Regions from separate parts of the Mus musculus genome. Here region 1 is linked to region 2. A link is a contact called in public Micro-C data. All regions are on one chromosome and are shown on one strand. The core of a region is the stretch at or near the end of the contact, and the rest is flanking DNA. Distances in the headings are between cores, read along the strand shown.

The links. Hi-C and Micro-C count contacts between places; a contact is called where the count stands out from the background.
Region 1: a contact with region 2 is called in a Micro-C map of embryonic stem cells, with 2.8 times the contacts expected there. The contact joins the promoter of Stxbp1 here to the promoter of St6galnac4 in region 2. A contact is called at or near these places in 13 of 39 promoter capture datasets (the 3T3-L1 cell line, 3T3-L1-derived adipocytes, the C10 cell line and 8 more), 2 of 15 datasets of contacts at CTCF or cohesin (embryonic stem cells and large pre-B cells), 42 of 484 Hi-C or Micro-C datasets (B cells, the Ba/F3 cell line, the C2C12 cell line and 18 more), 7 of 115 datasets of contacts at active chromatin or transcription factors (embryonic basal ganglia, embryonic stem cells, large pre-B cells and 3 more) and 4 of 9 other capture datasets (adipose tissue, embryonic stem cells, liver and 1 more).

Annotation. Positions count from the first base shown.
Region 1 is chr2:32,845,413-32,849,471 of GRCm38.p6, reverse strand. Stxbp1 (syntaxin binding protein 1) reads left to right here and starts at 2,240. Exons shown (of 19, transcript NM_009295.2): 1 at 2,240-2,417. The coding sequence starts at 2,381. It overlaps Gm13524 (predicted gene 13524), which reads right to left and starts at 3,536. Exons shown (of 2, transcript NR_166175.1): 1 at 3,037-3,536; 2 at 1-1,715.
Region 2 is chr2:32,584,343-32,588,573 of GRCm38.p6, reverse strand. It overlaps St6galnac4 (ST6 (alpha-N-acetyl-neuraminyl-2,3-beta-galactosyl-1,3)-N-acetylgalactosaminide alpha-2,6-sialyltransferase 4), which reads right to left and starts at 1,496. Exons shown (of 6, transcript NM_001276425.1): 1 at 1,347-1,496; 2 at 893-993. The coding sequence starts at 904.

The sequences.
Region 1 (4,059 bases), core at 991-3,490, 260 kb before region 2:
TAAGTCCTGTCTAAGTAAATAGATCGATAGATTAAATAAATAAATAAATAAATAAATGCATTTGTTTTAAAAAGTACTTGAATTACTACTTGGCCACTACTCAATACAGCCTCTCTGAATCCCAGGGTCCTCGTCTATAAAAAAAAAAAATCACTTGATTTCTGAATGATATGCGGAAAGGGTCCCAGATCACAGGGCTGTCCACACGTGTGGGGTACTCATGGACTTCATAGCCATACTTTGTAGCCTATTTGTTTCAGGTTTTTGAGACAGGAGATTACCATGTAGCCCAGGCTGGCAGAAGTTCACAGAAAGTCTCTTGCCTTACCCTCTCAAACACTGGGATGTTTGCCACCGTGTCTAGCAGTCCTTTATGATTAAAAAAATTTTTATTATATGTATACGTAAGTATGATGTATGTACACACTCTGTGGCACTCATGTGGAAGTCAGACAATTTTAGGGAGTTGGTTCCAGAGAACTGCTGTAAAAGTTTTATTATATTTACCTAATGTCTGATACCAAGCGCCACTGTGCGTGTGTGGAGGTCAGAGAACGTGTGGGAGTCTGCTTGCTCCATGCACTAACTGGATTCCAGGGGGTCAAACTTAGGATATAAGGCCAGACGACAAGTGCCTTTACCCACTGAGCCCTCTCAATAGCTCTGCCTTTGGGAGTTTGTTGTTGTCGTTTTGTTTTGTTTTGTTTTGTTTTTTTAAACTGGGTATATGTAGCTCTGGCTTGCCTGAAACTCACTATGTAGACCAGGCTGGCCAAGAACTCACAGAGTTTGTCCTGCCTCTACCTCCCAAGTGCTGGGATTAAAGGTCTGTGCTGCTATGCCCTCCTTTGTGGTTCTTTCTTGTTTGTTTGTAAAGATAGCGATTTTCTGTGTAGCCCTGGCTGTCCCTCAACTTGTTCTATAGACCAGGCTTTTCTGAAACTTGCTCTGTAGACCAGACTGGTCTCAAACTCAGGGACCCCCTAGCTTTCTGTCTCCTGAGTGCTAGGACTAAAGGTATGTGTTACCACACCTGGCTCCTTTGTGATTTTTCCTTTTAAAAATGTTTTTAAAAAAGATTTATTCATGCATGTATTTTATGTATGTGGGTATTCTGTTGGCATGTATGCACATCAGAAGAGGGCATTTGGTCCTACTAGATACAGTCACAGACAATTGTGAGCTGTCATGTGAATGCTAAGACTTTAACTGAGGACCTCTGGAAGAACAGCCAGTGCTCTTAACCACTGAGCCATCTCTCCAGCCCCATCCTTTGTGATTTTTAAGTTAGTTGGACTTGTTCATTTTTTCTTTGCACTTTATTTTATTTTCCACCATCAGGGATCAAAGTGGAGACCTTGCATATAACAAGCAAGTGCTCCACCTCTGAGGTACGTCTCCTACTCTTGTTCTGTATTTCCAAAGCAACCTTCTTCATTAGCAAAGATGGAACCTCGAAAACCAGTATGTGACCATGTAGACAGGAGGAAGGAGATGCTGAGTCCAGAGTTGATTCTGTAGTATTTCCTAATTAGATTTGGACTTTGGAAACTACTGGATTTGTTCCATGTCTTGTGCACGAGTGCAGCTCCAGTATACAGAATATCCATAGTAATTCATATACATAGCTTATACATAGTTATGGGAGAATAATATTCATTAGTGACTGATAGATAAATGGTACAACAGCAAGCGCCTCGGGTGTGTTTTTGTACCTGAAAATGAAGATTAGAAATGATGTTCGGTTATTGCGCGAATTTAGTAAAATGATACCTGAAAGGTGTGTAACACAGAGCTTAGCTCTCCATCAATGGTAAACAGACCACAGAGACACAGGGATAGTGTCAGTGTACTGTAAGCCTATGTTGTGGCTGGGAATGGGACTACAGTTAATAAGAATCTGCTCTCAGAGTTCGGTTTTTTGGCAGGAGAAAATGGAAGGCTCCCAAAAAAGCAGGAAGAGCATCACAGCCTGGCTTTAGGGAGATTCCCATGACCTGGGCAGCCCGTGCAGGGCTGGCGAGGGGATTTTAGGACCCTGAGGCCCTGGCGCGAGCGTGAGGCGCAGGGGAGGGCGCTCCCGGAGCCTGCATCCCGGAGGGCGGGGTCTCGCGCCCGGGCCGCGCTTCTATTGGCGGCAGCGCGCGGGTGACGATGACGGCTGGCGCGAGGCCCCGCCCCGCAGCCCCGCCCCTCCCGCGCGCGCTGGCCGCTACACAGCCTCGCTTTGGCCCGAGTCGCGCCCCCGCGCGGAGTCCGCGCGTCAGTCGGTCCCGAGCGCGACTGCGGGGCGGCGGGCTGCAGACAGCGGGGCGCGCGGCCCGGGGGAGGCGACGGTGTCGCGGGAGGAGCATCGGAGCCCGAAGACTCGAAGAACGCCATGGCCCCCATTGGCCTCAAGGCGGTGGTCGGAGAGAGTAAGTGGCGTCCGGGTGCTGCCCCGGGGCCGGCGAAACCCGTTATTCAGGCGCCGCCCTCCCGGGAGGGATGCCCCTCTGGCTTCCTGCGGCCAGCAGGCTTCCCTGACTCACGCTTCACCCAGATCCCCTCTTCACCTCGGTCCTCCTCACCCCAGACGCCTCCTCAGTCTCTATTCCTCCACCTCTCTTCATCCCATCCCTCCTCCTCATACCTCGCCTTCATAAACATCTCGTTTTCCTTTTTACCTTCATCCATTCACTTCCATCACGCCATCTCTCCCTTCATCCCATCCCTCTCCTCTCTCTCTCTCTCCCTGTTCACCTCCCCCACCCGCGCCTTTATCCCCTCCAGCCCACCACCCTCCTCTGCAGCATCACCCTTCTGCACCCCAACTCTTCTCCAGACGTATTCCTTTCCTACCGTCTCCTTTCCTTGCCTTCTGCATATCCAGAGCTCTCAATTCCGCTCCCCCCCCCCTTTCTTTCTGTCTCCAATCCCTCCCTCTTTCCCACCCTCCCTCGTGAATCGTGACGAACGAAGCCTGGCCTGCGTCCTCCTCCCTCCCTGCCTCCCTCTCCCGGGAGCAGGGCGCTGTCCCCGGCTGCAGAGACCCACCTGGGAGCGGCTGGGCGCGCGCCGCCAGGGCCACTCCTGCCAGCTGGGCAGGGGACACGGGGTTTTCCTGTGGCACTGCTTCCGCAAGGCTCTCTCCGCCTCCCCTTCCCCGGGCTGGACTTAAAGGGAGGGGTCTTAGCTGGTCCGAACCCTTAGAAATCCCAAGGGAAAGGGGAGCAGTTTCGGAGTGTCGCGGGAGGAGTGGCCCCAGCCAGCGCCGCAGTCTGCAGTCTCGCTGCTTGTGGGACTCAGACCTGGGCGTCGCTGCGGGGAAGATGTGACTGTTTATAGGTTTGCATGAAAGGCACAGCAGACATGTTTAAATTTATTTATTTATTTTTTTTTAATAATGGATGGGGAGCGTCGAAGTGAGGGCGGGCTGTCGGTATTCTCAAAGATGGGTGACCTAGGTAGAAAAATAGTGCCTCTTAAGTATTTTGGCACGTCTTTACAATGAAACCGCGTGAACACTGCTGTGACTTTGGCTATCTTTTTAGAGTGAGAGAGAAAATGAAAGTGCCTTTTCCCTGTAGGAGAGGTGGAAATTTACAGTTTCCCTTTTCAGTGATCCTGTTCTATGGCAGCTTCCTCCCCGCCCCCCACCCCCCATCAAATGCAGCATAACTGTTGAGCGTACTAACTGCCTAACCCTTATCTTTTGACTGGTATGAGTAGGGGGGGGGGATACTCTTCCCTGATATAGTACATCAGGAGAAATTATTATAAAAACAAAACCAAAAGTCGACCTTTTTAAATGCTTATGCTAGCACCCGTGCTGTAAAGGCTACTTGAATTGTTTTCTGAGGAGAATTGGTGGTTAAGGCTGCAAGTATCCCTAGGGATTTTCTGTCGTCAACATCTTCATTTTCACCTATGGGAAAACAATTGAGGCTTGGAGCAGTTAAATGACTTGCTGAAATCACTGTTAATTAATTTTTTTTAATCTAGTGTCCGTTTCCTTGTAGTTTAAGTAAAAATAACATCCTTGCATTCTACATACATAAAGTTTTCTTTATACCCCCC
Region 2 (4,231 bases), core at 247-2,746:
TTTCAAAAACTGAAACAAATAAACAGAAAATGCTTCCAACAGTTGGGATGCTTCCGCTCAGCCTCTCCCACTTCTAGAAGAAATACACCGAAAGCCACTTGAAGAAGCCCTCTGGGTCGGTCACCTGGGGGTGACCTCCTGCACACCCACTGAAAGCACCCAGCAAGGTGTCTACCACTGTGTGCTGGGCCATCCATCTCAGTACCTGTGACTCTCAGAACTCCAGTTTTCTAGGCCCAAAGTCATTCCAGAAGAAACACTAGGAGCTAGCCAGTGTACCCAGAAAGGCAGAGGTGTAGAACAGCCCCCAGCACATCCTGCCAGGGGCCCACCCTTCCTTGTCTGTCCATAAGCCACATCAGTTTCTAAAAATAAGTCTTCTCTGTGTGGCCAGCTGTCCAGGAGACCGGGTTCACAGCTCCTAAGGCCTCCGGCTCTACACAACAACTGGTCTGCTGCCCACAAGGGACCAGAGACCTTGACTTGGGCAGTGGTAATTAACCTCCCCACTCCAGCACTCAGGGGGCTCACTGGTAAAGACAGAAAGACCAGAGCGTCACACTCAGTCTCACACCTCCCTCCCAACTAAGTGACACCGGGTTACTTCCATTTCTAGGTGAGAAAAACAAACTGAAACCAAAAGGGGAAGACACCGGCCTGGGGTCACACAGCCCCAGGAGCAGGGGGCTGGCGCAGAAGCAACTACTAAGGGCTGTGGGAGGGACTCCATGCTAGAGCATGTGCTTAGCATGTGCCTGGCTCTGAGTTTCATCCCCCGACACCAAAAGGGGTTAGGGGATCACTGTAACTCCGGGTGTGGGAGGCGGCTGTAAAGCTCTACCCAGGTCACCCCCAAATCCCCAGGCAACTTTTTCTCTTCCCTGTCACTTACCGGGGCCTTCATGCTGTCTCTGCTCTTAGCAGTCTGGAGGCTGCTGTCTCCAGTGCTTGGGATGAGAAAGGCTGGAAGCTGGTCCCAGGATATGAGAGAAACTGAGGCAAGGGAAGAGACAAATCCAGATCAAGAAAAACGGGCCCAGGAACCAAAAGCCTTTAAGTCTCCAAGCATGTGACAACGTGTCCCATTCTAAAGGCCGTGAGTTCAGAGACCTTGCCAAACCAATTCCCATTGTGCAGATGGGGAAGGAGAGGCAAAGAGGAGACGCTCTCGGCTCAAGGTCATCCATTCGGTCGGAGGCAGGCAAAGAAAGCCAGGAGCCAGGAGAACATCGTTCCCATCCATCCCAACTCTCTACCGCGGGGTGATGGAGAGGCCTGGGGCGGGCAGGATGTGAGGTTTTCACCCGGCTAGCTTCCACCGTCCCCTCCCCAAGCTGGGCGCTAACCGAACGAGCGGATTGGAGTGCGCTGGGGGCTCAGGATGCGCTGCTCGGAGCTCCATGTCCAGTGCGCCGGGCCAGAGGGGCTGGAACCGGGCCCCGGGTAGGAGGCGGTGCTGCGGCCGCAGCTTCTGAAGCCTGAAGCTAGAGCAGCGCAGCCGGGGGCGTGGGAGGGGCCTCTGGGAGGGGCGGAGGCTTTGCGCTCAGGGGGCGGGGCCTGCGCAGCGCCGGCTAGCGGCGCGTGGATGTCTCAGAGACCTCCGGGCTGGGGGCGAGGTCTCGACGTCGAGGGCGGGGCCTGTCTAGTTTGTCTTCCCACTCTAGTCCTTGTGTGATTGGAAGGAAGACAGTAAGAGAGCCACCCGTGTGATGGCTACTGGCCGTGGAGAATTGAGGTTCTCCATTTCTGAAATTACCCGGGAAGTAACAGGGGATAGGAAATGAAGCAAAGGCTTCAAACTAAGCAGCCCTGAGTTTCAGGATAGTTGTTGGGTTGTCAGCTCAAATGATGTGAACTTGACTATGAATATCAGATAGGCAATGAAGAAACGTGTTTTTGAGACAGGACCCCACATTTTTCAGGCAGGCTTCAAACTCACCGAGATCCAGCTATCTCTGCTAGAGAATTGGGAGCTGGGATTAGTGGCTCAGGTTGTTTTGTTGTTGGTGGTTTGATTTGGTTTTAGGCTTTCAAGACAGGGTTTCTCTGTGTAGCCCTGGCTTGCCTGGAACTTGCTCTGTAGGCCTTGGACTCACAGAGATCAGCCTGCCTCTGCCTCCCAAGTACTGGAATTCAAGGTGTATGCCACCACTGCCCAGCAGGCTGTTTTTAAAACAGCCACTTTGTATTGGTTATGTCAATGCAGCCCATGCCTGAGGCAGGTCCCTCCCCCACACCCCACCTTTCTTTTCTGTTAAGTGGGAAAAATATCCCTGTCCCAGTGAGAAAGGGCAGAGACAGACAGCTCAGGGCACCACCAGAAAATCGTACTTCTGCTTGGTTCCTGTGGCCGTCCCCCTGCCTGTGATCCTCTGAGGATTCAGATGGAATCCCTCCCTTTCGGCTACTTTCTGACCTATCACATCAAGCGCATTCCTGCCTCAGGACCTTCCACTGGCTGCATTCTCTAGTCACTTTCCTAGTGGGACTCCTTATCTCTCAGCTCAAAGACCCTTGCCAACATGAACAGCACACTACAAGTTATTATTTCAGACAGGATCTTTCTATGTAGCTTTGTGTTTCTGTGACAGACACTATGACCGAATACAACGTGAGGGAAAGGTTTTATTTCAGTCTACAACTCCCACATCACAGTCCATCACTGAGGTAAGTCAGGGCTGGAGCCTAGGGACAGGAACTGGAGCAGAGGGCATGGAGGAGGGGGCCATGGAGCAGTGCTGCTAACTAGCCTCACATTCAACTACCTTTCTTATAACCATCTAGACCACCTGCCTGGGGTGGCACTGCCCACAGTAGGCATCCCTTTCCCACATCATTAATCAAAAAGAAAAGAAAACAGCGCCAAAGACACACAACAGGTCAATGATAGGCAGCTCTTCAACTCTTCATCCCTCTACCCACATGGCCCTAGTGTGTGAATCACACAGTCCAGGCTAGCCCGGGATCCTTCTGTCTGAACCTCACAAATGATGGGGTTACAGGCATTAGCCACACCCTTCCCAGAAGGGCACTGTGGAATTATTCTGAGTCACTTCCCTGGTTCTCATGCCCATGTGCCCATTAGACTCATCTCTGTCTGGTGACATTCTCAAGTCGCCTTCACCACCCACGTGAAACCCGACAGGAACAAAATGAGATGAGCGAGCCAGGACTGCTGGGTCTCTGAGGTCTCAGGTGACTTCCCTCATAGCCTCAGGCCCTGCCAGGGTTCCTGGTTGCAGGGAGAGTTGTCACCTTTGTGGGGGACCTCAGGGCTCTGAGTTCAGGGTCAGTCCCGTGGGAGCCAGACCTCAGAAGATGTGGCAGCAGATCCCAGGTCCTACTTTGTCTCCCTGCTACCTTCCTATGTCCCTGGCTAGATACCTCTGGGTGGCATCAGAAGATGAACATAATCTTGCCAACCAAGAAGAATTCCTGCAGGTGTGCCAGCACAGAGAAATCACCCAAGAATACTCAGAACAGGCCATGTGTCCTGATAGAAAATGATAATTCCTGGAATGGTCATCTGAGGGCAGCCTCTTCTGCAACCAGCCCTCCCCTGCTCTCGGCTCACCCTCCCCAACTCCCACCCCATTAGCCACTTTTCAAAGTCTGGCCATATCTGGTGGGTCAGTAGAATAGAGCTATTAAGATGCTTTTCCAGGGTCCTGGCTGATCAGTCTTGGGGCACATCTCTCACCCCCTCCCCAGTGGCCCCACAACCCTACTTCTTCTTCTTCTTTTTTTTCGTTTTTTGTTTTTTTGGTTTTTTGTTTGTTTGTTTGTTTTTTTCGAGACAGGGTTTCTCTGTGTAGCCCTGGCTGTCCTGGAACTTACTTTGTAGACCACGCTGGCCTCGAACTCAGAAATCTGTCTGCCTCTGCCTCCCAAGTGCTGGGATTAACACAACCCTACTTCTTGCTAAGATGTTCCCTTTCTCCCAAATTCCAGGACCTTCACTGTGCCCTTGCCCTGGGACCCAACAAGGACATGAATGACCCTTCTGGTCTCGGCCTAGAAAGTAAGGCACCTTTCTCTCCTGCCATAACCGGTGAGATGCTTTGGTAATGGCTCCTTTCACCAGGACTTAGGCCCCAGGCTTCTCTCCAAAGCTGTGTCATCCCAGCTGATAGCCTGGGCTATCAGGACAATCTGCACAGTCAGTGTCTTCTGTGTCCCTGAGGCCTATGTCCCTTCTTCCCATTTGTCACATTACATCGCAGAGGGAGGG